Regions from separate parts of the Rattus norvegicus genome. Here region 2 is linked to region 1. A link is a contact called in public Hi-C data. All regions are on one chromosome and are shown on one strand. Each heading gives the region's core, a stretch centred on a gene start, on an enhancer-like site or on the middle of the called end of the contact. The rest is flanking DNA. Distances are from core to core; before and after follow the strand shown.

Region 1 (4,051 bases), core at 1,216-3,715:
GGAAATCAGTCTGGTGATTCCTCAGAAAATTGGACATAGTACTACCTAAAGACCCAGTTATATCACTCCTGGGCATATACCCAAAAGATGCTCCAACATATAACAAGGACATGTGCTCCACTATGTTCATAGTAGCCTTATTTATAATAGCTAGAAGCTGGAAAGAACCCAGATGTCCCTCGATAGAGGAACAGAAACAGAAAATGGAGTACTATTCAGGTATTTAAAAAAAAAAGACTTCATGAAATTCATAGGCAAATGGAATGGAACTAGAAAATATCATCCTGAGTGAGGTAATCAATCACAAAAGAACACACATGGTATGCACTCACTGATAAGTGGATATTAGCCCAAAAGCTCGAATTACCCAAGATACAATCCACAGACCACATGAAGCTCAAGAAGGATAAACAAAGTGGGGATGCTTCAGTCCTTCTAAAAGGGGAACAAAAATATCCATAGGAGGGGATATGGAGACAAGGTTTGGAACAGACACTGAAGGCACGGTTATTCAGACCCTGCTCCACCCATATATACACAGCCACCAAACCTAGACAATATTGATAAAGCCAAGAAGTGCATGCTGACAGGAGCCTGATATAGCTGTCTCCTGACAGGCTCAGCCACAGAGTGACAAATACAGAGGCGAATGCTAGAAGTAAAACATTGAACTGAGAATGGCGTCCCCATTGCAGGAATTAGAGTAAGGATTGAAGGAGCTGAAGGGGTTTGCAACCCCATAAGAACAACAATACTAATCAACCAGAGCTCCCAGGGACTAAACCACCACCCAAAGACTATAAATGAACAGACCCATGGCTCCAGCTGCATATGTAGCAGAGGATGGCCTTGTTGGGCACAAATAGGAGGAAAAACCCTTCGTCCTTCCAAGGCTGGAACCCCCCAGTGTAAGGGAATGTTAGGGCAGGGAGGCAGGAAAGGGTGGGTGAATAGGTGGGGGGCACCCTCATAGAAGAAGGGGGAGGGGGATGGGGTAGAGGTTTTATGGATGGGAAACTGGGAATGGAGATAACATCCGAAATGTAAATTAAAAAAAAGAAATGTAAGTAAAAGAAAAAAATCCAAGAAAAAAAATTACACTATAGTGAATCAAGTAAGTAAAGACTTGAGAAAAAGGAATAACACTCTTAAGTTCCAAGAGACAAATAAGAACAAATAGTCGATCCGAGCCATGACGCTCTGAGAAAATGAAATTTTACAAGTGTTACTAACAACCCACTTCTTAGAAAAGAAAGGTAAAATTGGAAAAATCCACAGCTTTAGTGACTTTCAAGAAGAGCAGGCCGTTCCCTGCTAAAGGAAATGGCATCAGTGAGATGACGTACGATCTTGTTGCTATGTGCAACATTAGCTGCTGAGATCTGTAACCTGACACACACCGCTATCCCCATAGCCCCTGATACAAATTTCTGAGCTGACATAATTGGATCAACAAAGTTTGGTTCAACATAAACTTCCCAACCTTTATGTCCACCAATGTAGACTATTTTCCCACGCATGAATTAATAAATGCTGGGGAATTTAAAAATAATCACTCACTCCGCCCCATACAGTACCTCCTTCCTAAAGGTGGCCCCTGCAGATGGCTCTCTTAAACTTATGTCTGTGCGCTGGCTCTTGTCTGCATTGTTTAACACTGCAGTGTACACAGTAAACTGTTTCCTCTTTCTGGTCTGAAGGCAGAAGCCATGCTCCCTTGCAAGTATTTTACTTTTACTTCAGAGGACCATTCCTTACATGACTGAGATGAATAATTTTAAAATGCTCTTGTGATAAGGCCCTTTGTCTAAAGAATTTAGGAAGTTTCATAAAAAGGAAAGTAGGGTCATTGCCCTGGGGGAGCATGAGACTTGAATCCAGGTGACAATATAGGTTGTCTCAGAAACAATTTTCTAAACGGCTAAACAGGCAGCTGTTCAAAGGTTGTTTGTTTGTTTGTTTGTTTGTTTGTTTGTTTTTTAAAAAACCTAAAATATTGAAACAATATGCTTTCAGACACCCAACACATGAGCTTTATTTTACAACCTAGCAAAATTAACTCCAAATGAATGCCAACCAAATGTTAAATAGAAGAACTTGCCGACTGTACTGGAGAAATTAAGGTTGTCTGACATTGGCACCCTCCCCATGGTGTCTCTATACACAAGCCCCTGCGCCAAACGCTTTGTGCAGCTTCGGCCCAGCCAATGAAGTCATTCAGATGCCACTGCTAACTCCAGGAATGACTAATAACAAGAGGGACCCCACACATGGCTGCATCAAGCTGTTTGTTTCCTCCCACCTTTGTGTAGGGCCCACCACAACAGATTCCGCTCCTCACCTTTGTGAGCAGGGAGAATATCCTGGCCATGTTGCAACTTCCGAGCTTGCCTACGTTCCCTCAGTACGCAGCAGCTAAGTCAAAGCACAACACACCAGACCTCTAAAAGGGGCTAAAGTGCACGGACACTGAAAAGGGGATTCCCGGAAGCACCCTCCTCCTCCTCTGACTGGAGGGTTTCATGGAGGTCCTGATTGGCCAGTGAATCTGTCAGTCCCTGTCTCCACTAGGCACAGCCTCTTGGGACTCTGAAGCTGGGAAATTCTCTGTGTTTTAGCAGTGCTTCGCCTGGCTGGTACTGGGCTTCAGGGGACTGCCAAGACAGCGCTCTGGGATGGGAAAAGCAGTCTGGGATGAGAGGAGAAGCCAGAGCTGGTTCGGGGATACCTTGGCTTGATATTAGGTCGGGCCTCAGGGAATCTCTGACACTTGTACACCTAGGCACCAGGAGGTGCAGTGGAAGAGCCAAGAACTCAGTTGGAGGACCCTCCCCCAGGCCTTGGGAAAACGGGAGCTATGGCTTAGTTCAGCAGGGATGGGCCTTAGCTTGGCAGAGGCAGGCTGGAAGCACAGATGGGCCTTCTATTGGAGGGGGGAAGATGTTCTGTGCGTTACCCATGGTGGTGGTAAATGAGAGACCGTCCTTGGTTCTAATCTGTTTATTGACTGTGGCAGAAAAGAGATACATATCTTTTCTCGGGGTCTGACCTGAGATTAAATACTTTTTGCAGGGAAGAATGTCTGGGAAGGGAAGTTTATGGACTAAGCCCTCAGGGCCTCCAGGAACCTCTGGTACTCGACTCCACTTTATCCAGGAATCGTGTCTCTGAATGTGTCGGTAAAGTCACACTATCTGTCCCTTCATATCATCCTCATTCACTGGTATGATGTCTAAGTTCTTATCATAACACATATGTAAGATATTCCTTGTCCTTTTATGGTGAAATATATCCATTGTTCATCGACACCACATTGTATCGTCCGTTCGTTCACTAGTCTTTCCTTTCTTATAGATTCCCAAATTAATCCATTTTAGCAGAACCAGGACACACCTGTCCACAACCACAATTGAGTATGCCATAGAACTATGGTTTCTCTACAGGGGAAAATAACCCAATGTTGACACCTGACTACCGTATGTATACACACCTGTACGCACACAGGCACACGTGCATATGAACGGTATGTACAGCACACACACATCAGACTGCACACACACATCAGACTACACACACATGAACATGCAAAAGATAAAATGGGGAAGATGGTAAACTTTGTGTTATACATAAGTACATCACAAGGAATGAGTGGTGGACATTACACCTTGCCTGTATCATTGAGCCTCACTCCCAGACCAGCAAATTCTGTTTGTTCTTTTGTTTTGTTCTCTTTTGTTTTCATGCAGAAAGCACGCCAACATCATGAGAAATGATGTTTTCAGATCCAAGGCTAGAGCAGTAGACTGAGCACAGACACTGTGTTCTGTTATTGAAAATTTAAATGGTGGTTAGAAAACAAAAACAGAAGATGTCTGAGAAAAGTTGGTGCAGGTATCCAGCTCATGAGAGACGAGAAGAACTGAGAGGGCTGCTCCACACGAGTCAGCATGTGAAGCTTTGCTCTGACTACGAAGAGAGCGACAAGGATCCTGAGGCAGTGAATGAACACACTTCCTACATAGACTTAGATCTAAGCCATAGCTCCCTGTTC
Region 2 (4,077 bases), core at 1,146-3,645, 300 kb after region 1:
AACTGAAGAAAGGATAAAGAAAATGTGGTACATCTACACAAGGAATACTATTCAGCTACTAAAAACCAGGACTTCAAGAATTCTGCAGGCAAAAGGACGAACTTTGAGGATATCATTCTGAGCAAGGTAACCCAGACCCAAAAGGATTTGCATGACAGGAGCCTGGCTGGCATGGCTGTCCTCTGAGAGACTCCACCCAGCAGCTGACTCAGTCAGATGCAGAGACCCACAGCCAAACACTGGATGGAGTTTGGGGACTCTTAGGGGAAAAGTTGGGGGGAGAATTGAGGGCCCTGAAGGGAATAGGAACCCCACAGGAAGACCAACAGTTAATCTGGACCCTAAGAAGCTCTCAGGGACTGAACCACCAACCAAAAACCATACACAGACTGGACTAAGCCCCCCAGCACCAGGCAAATATGCAACTTCATGTTGGTCCTGAAGAACTGGAGCAGGGGCAGTCCCAAAAGCTGTTACCTGTCTGTGGGGTCTTGGCTGCCTTGTTTGGTCTCAGTGGGAGAAGCAGTATCTAACCCTGCAGAGACTTGATGTGCCAGGGTTAGGGGGCTGGGGATGGGGGAGGTGCTCCACTCAGAGAAGGGGAGAAGGGGTGAGGTGGAGAAACTGTGGGGGGTGGAAACCAGGAGAGAGGACAGCCATAGGGATGTAAAGTGAATTTAAAAGCAAGCAAACAAACGTATGGGTGATTAGTTAGACTGTATAAAACAGTCATCTTGTACCTAACCCTGGCACCTTTCTAATAATTTCATTCTCCAGGAAAGGTCCAGAAGTTTCTTAACGAGTACACTTTACAGTATCAAATTAGGTATCTGTTCAATATAGCATGGAGTTGTCGAATCCGTAACTATTCAAGCTTCTTTACTGTGGTTTGGTTTAATGGTTTAGAACTATGCTAAGTGATGAGAACCCCCTGTACTCCATATAGTACTTGATACACACATGCATGCCTCTCCATACTGGCAGTGGTGGGAATTAAACTTGGCCTACATGGTTTATTTTCACAATACCAGAATGCTTTATCTGGCTAACTATCCTTTTCTCTATTTTGTGATGTGCTTTCTTTTAATTTCTTTTGTGTTTTCATTTACATTTATGCCAGCAGTTCTCAACCTTCCTAATACTGTGACCCTTTAATACAGTTCCTCATGTTGACCCAAACAAAAAATTATTTTTGGTGTGACTGCAACTTTGCCTCCTGTTATTAACTGAAATGGAAATATGGTTTCCCATAGTCTTGCTCTTTGGAACTACAAAGCTGGCTGATATCAAAATGACTGTTAAGTATGAAGAAGCTATCATCCCAATTTTAGCTTGAAATAAAGCATGTGAATACTTATATGAGTCTTTAAGACTAAAACGTCTTCTGAAAGGCATCCAAAAGAATAACTTCTGTCAAATATTTGGGCATATCATGGAGACGAGCCTTCAAGTTTCTTTAAAGCATACTGTAGTGTTTTTAGTACTCTATAAACAATCAACGTTCTTGTCCAAGCACCTTGTCTAAGTTTCTTGAACCGGGGGAAGAATTAACAATAATATCCAGTGACAATTTAACACAGTTGATAATATTCTGATTTTGGTTATAAATATCATCCTGAAAAATAATCTCCTACTGGCTCTAAATGTCTGAGGGTAGATTCTGCGGGCAAACGTAGGGATGGCAAAACACACTTCTAAAATCCTGGCACCCTGTCCTTTTTCTTAATCTAATCGTACCCCCTCTCCCGTCCCCAGCACTTCCACAGCTTCAGAATATTGCAGAGAACTACTTATTACAACCGGATGAGGTATACTGGAGCCATTCCTGGTAATGCTTTCAACTCTTCACCCCTTTCGCTCCAGATCCTGAGTTTACTGCACCTGAGACACAGTTAATCTCTTCGAAGCTCGCGGTCCAGAAACCACCTACTGCTGGCCAGGCGGGCGTTTTGTGTGCCCTGTGAAGCTCACGGGAGCCACCAAACGTCGGGCTGAGGAAGCGCCTCGTGACACCAGAGCTCATTAATAGCCTGTTCGCTTCGAGAATGCTCCGGAAAGACTCGGGGGTCCGCAGCTTTCCCCTACGTGTGTCAGCACAGCCCGGCACGCCGAGCCGCCGCCGAGCCGGACAGAGGCCGCAGTCCGCCCGCTCGCCCGGGGGCCGCCATGCCGACTCACCGCTCGCGTTCGGCCGGTGTCGCCGTCCGCGGCCGCGTCAGCTCGTGCCTCCCCACTCCAGCCACCGGAAACCGCTTCCTCACCGCAGCTCGGGAAGGGTTTCGCTGCTCCGCGCCCTCCTGACCCAACTCGACAGGGACACCAACGATACACGGCCAACTTCACAGAACAGTGGAAAACGGGTCGGGATCTCCTCGGCGCTCGGTTGACGTCACTGCCGAGGGACAGCAGCGGTGCGGCGTGTCCTCTGCGCATGCGCGGCCGCACTTTGACGGCAGGCTGAGTGGGGGAAACTGAGGCCTTGAGTCATGACTGCACTTTTGTTAGAAAATACCTTGCTTAGGTGATTGTGTGCACTCGCAGTTTCATTTGAAAGTGAATGCTAAATCCAAATAATTCTGCGAGCTTTCTGAAATGGCGTGGTTCAACTGGTGGAAGATCTGGTGTGTTATGGTAAAAGTCAGTTTACGGCAAGTATGTTGAGTCTCAAGACTACAAAACAAGCCATGAGCTAGGGAAAGATGACTAAAATACCTGCTCACTATAGACACTGCTGTCAAAATCTGTTCCCAACAAAACCCTTAAGGTTATTCATAAAACTTTTTTTTTTATGCATCTTACAGAAACTTGGAAATATTTAATGGTTATTGGACATACTGTGGGAACTGGGATAATGCTAGTTGTGGGCTTGCTCCCCACCCACTATGAAAAGAGGCTACAATTCTTTTGTATTTCTAGATTAAAATTCTTTTTAATGTAAACAGGCATCGGGGTTTCAAATACAGTAAGAATTGAACTCGCATTTTGACATTATCTCCAAAAACTGCCATTTCTGTTATCTTATTATGTGGTGTATGTATAAAATCATTGCTCATGAGTATATAAATAACCATCTTGTCATAAAGCAACAGAAATACATAAAATCAAGTGAGATGTGTGTGTATGCATATATGTATCTCAAAAACATGACTTACTGGGATTTTTTTTTGTCTCAATAGTAAGTTCTAGACAGATAAAGACCCACATTTTAAAAAATCTTATCATGACCAGAATCTAGTACATTGCCTTGCACATAACAGCAGGTACTGTATAAGTGGCTTGGTCACTTTCCGGGCATTTATTTCTATTTAGATGCCTTTCCCCAACATGAAAATAATTCATGAACAACGATGGGATGATGTTCATTTTTATTCCTCCAGCAACCATTTCATGCCTGCAGCCTGGTGAGAGCTACACTTACCTGCAAATTTCATGATGTCGTTTTCCTCACAGACGGGTATTATCCCTTTGTGAGCCTGCACCACATCTGCATTGCTGCCCATCGCTTGCAGGCGTTTAGGGTGTTCACGCTTAGCTGCTGTGAATAGAGCAGCAAATGGACATTGCTAGGCAAGCATCGGTAGGAGGGTGTCCTTTGGCCATATGTGCAGGAGTGGAGCTGAGTCATGGCAGATTAACGTTTAGCTTTGTGAGCAATATGGAACACACATGGTTTCCTGTATATGGTCCCCAGTTGGTAGAACTTTCGGGAGGATTAGGAGTTGTTACCGCACACTGGGGTGATCTTTGAGGTGTCCGAAGCACACACCATTCCCAGTTAGCTGTCTGCCATGTTTACCAACCAGACAGAAGCTCTGAGCTACTGCTTCACCGCCATGCCTACCTGCTTGATGCCATACACCTCGCCGCGATGGTCATGGGCGCATCCTCTGTAGGCACCAATAAACTCTTTATAAGTTGCCGGGGTTGTGTTATCTATGCTACCGTAGCAGTAGAAACGTAACTAAGATAAGGGCTACTTTCCCCTCCACTGTACAGGCGACTGACTCACGCTGTACACAGGAAACAGGCCCACTCGTTTTCTGCATTGTGTCTTGGGGAAATGGAAGTACATGGATG

The links. A called contact is a pair of places that touch in the nucleus more often than the background predicts.
Region 2: a Hi-C map of kidney shows a contact between it and region 1, with 3 times the contacts expected there. The contact joins the promoter of Thoc2l here to the promoter of Zfp658l1 in region 1. A contact is called at or near these places in 2 of 12 Hi-C or Micro-C datasets (kidney and mammary epithelial cells).

What each region holds. Positions count from the first base shown.
Region 1 is chr14:5,240,479-5,244,529 of GRCr8, forward strand. Zfp658l1 (zinc finger protein 658-like 1) reads right to left here and starts at 2,466. Exons shown (of 4, transcript NM_001177909.1): 1 at 2,342-2,466. The coding sequence starts at 2,371. LOC134481698 (a long non-coding RNA gene) reads left to right here and starts at 3,893. Exons shown (of 2, transcript XR_010057428.1): 1 at 3,893-4,051.
Region 2 is chr14:5,537,251-5,541,327 of GRCr8, forward strand. Thoc2l (THO complex subunit 2-like) reads right to left here and starts at 2,396. Exons shown (of 9, transcript NM_001379099.1): 1 at 2,179-2,396.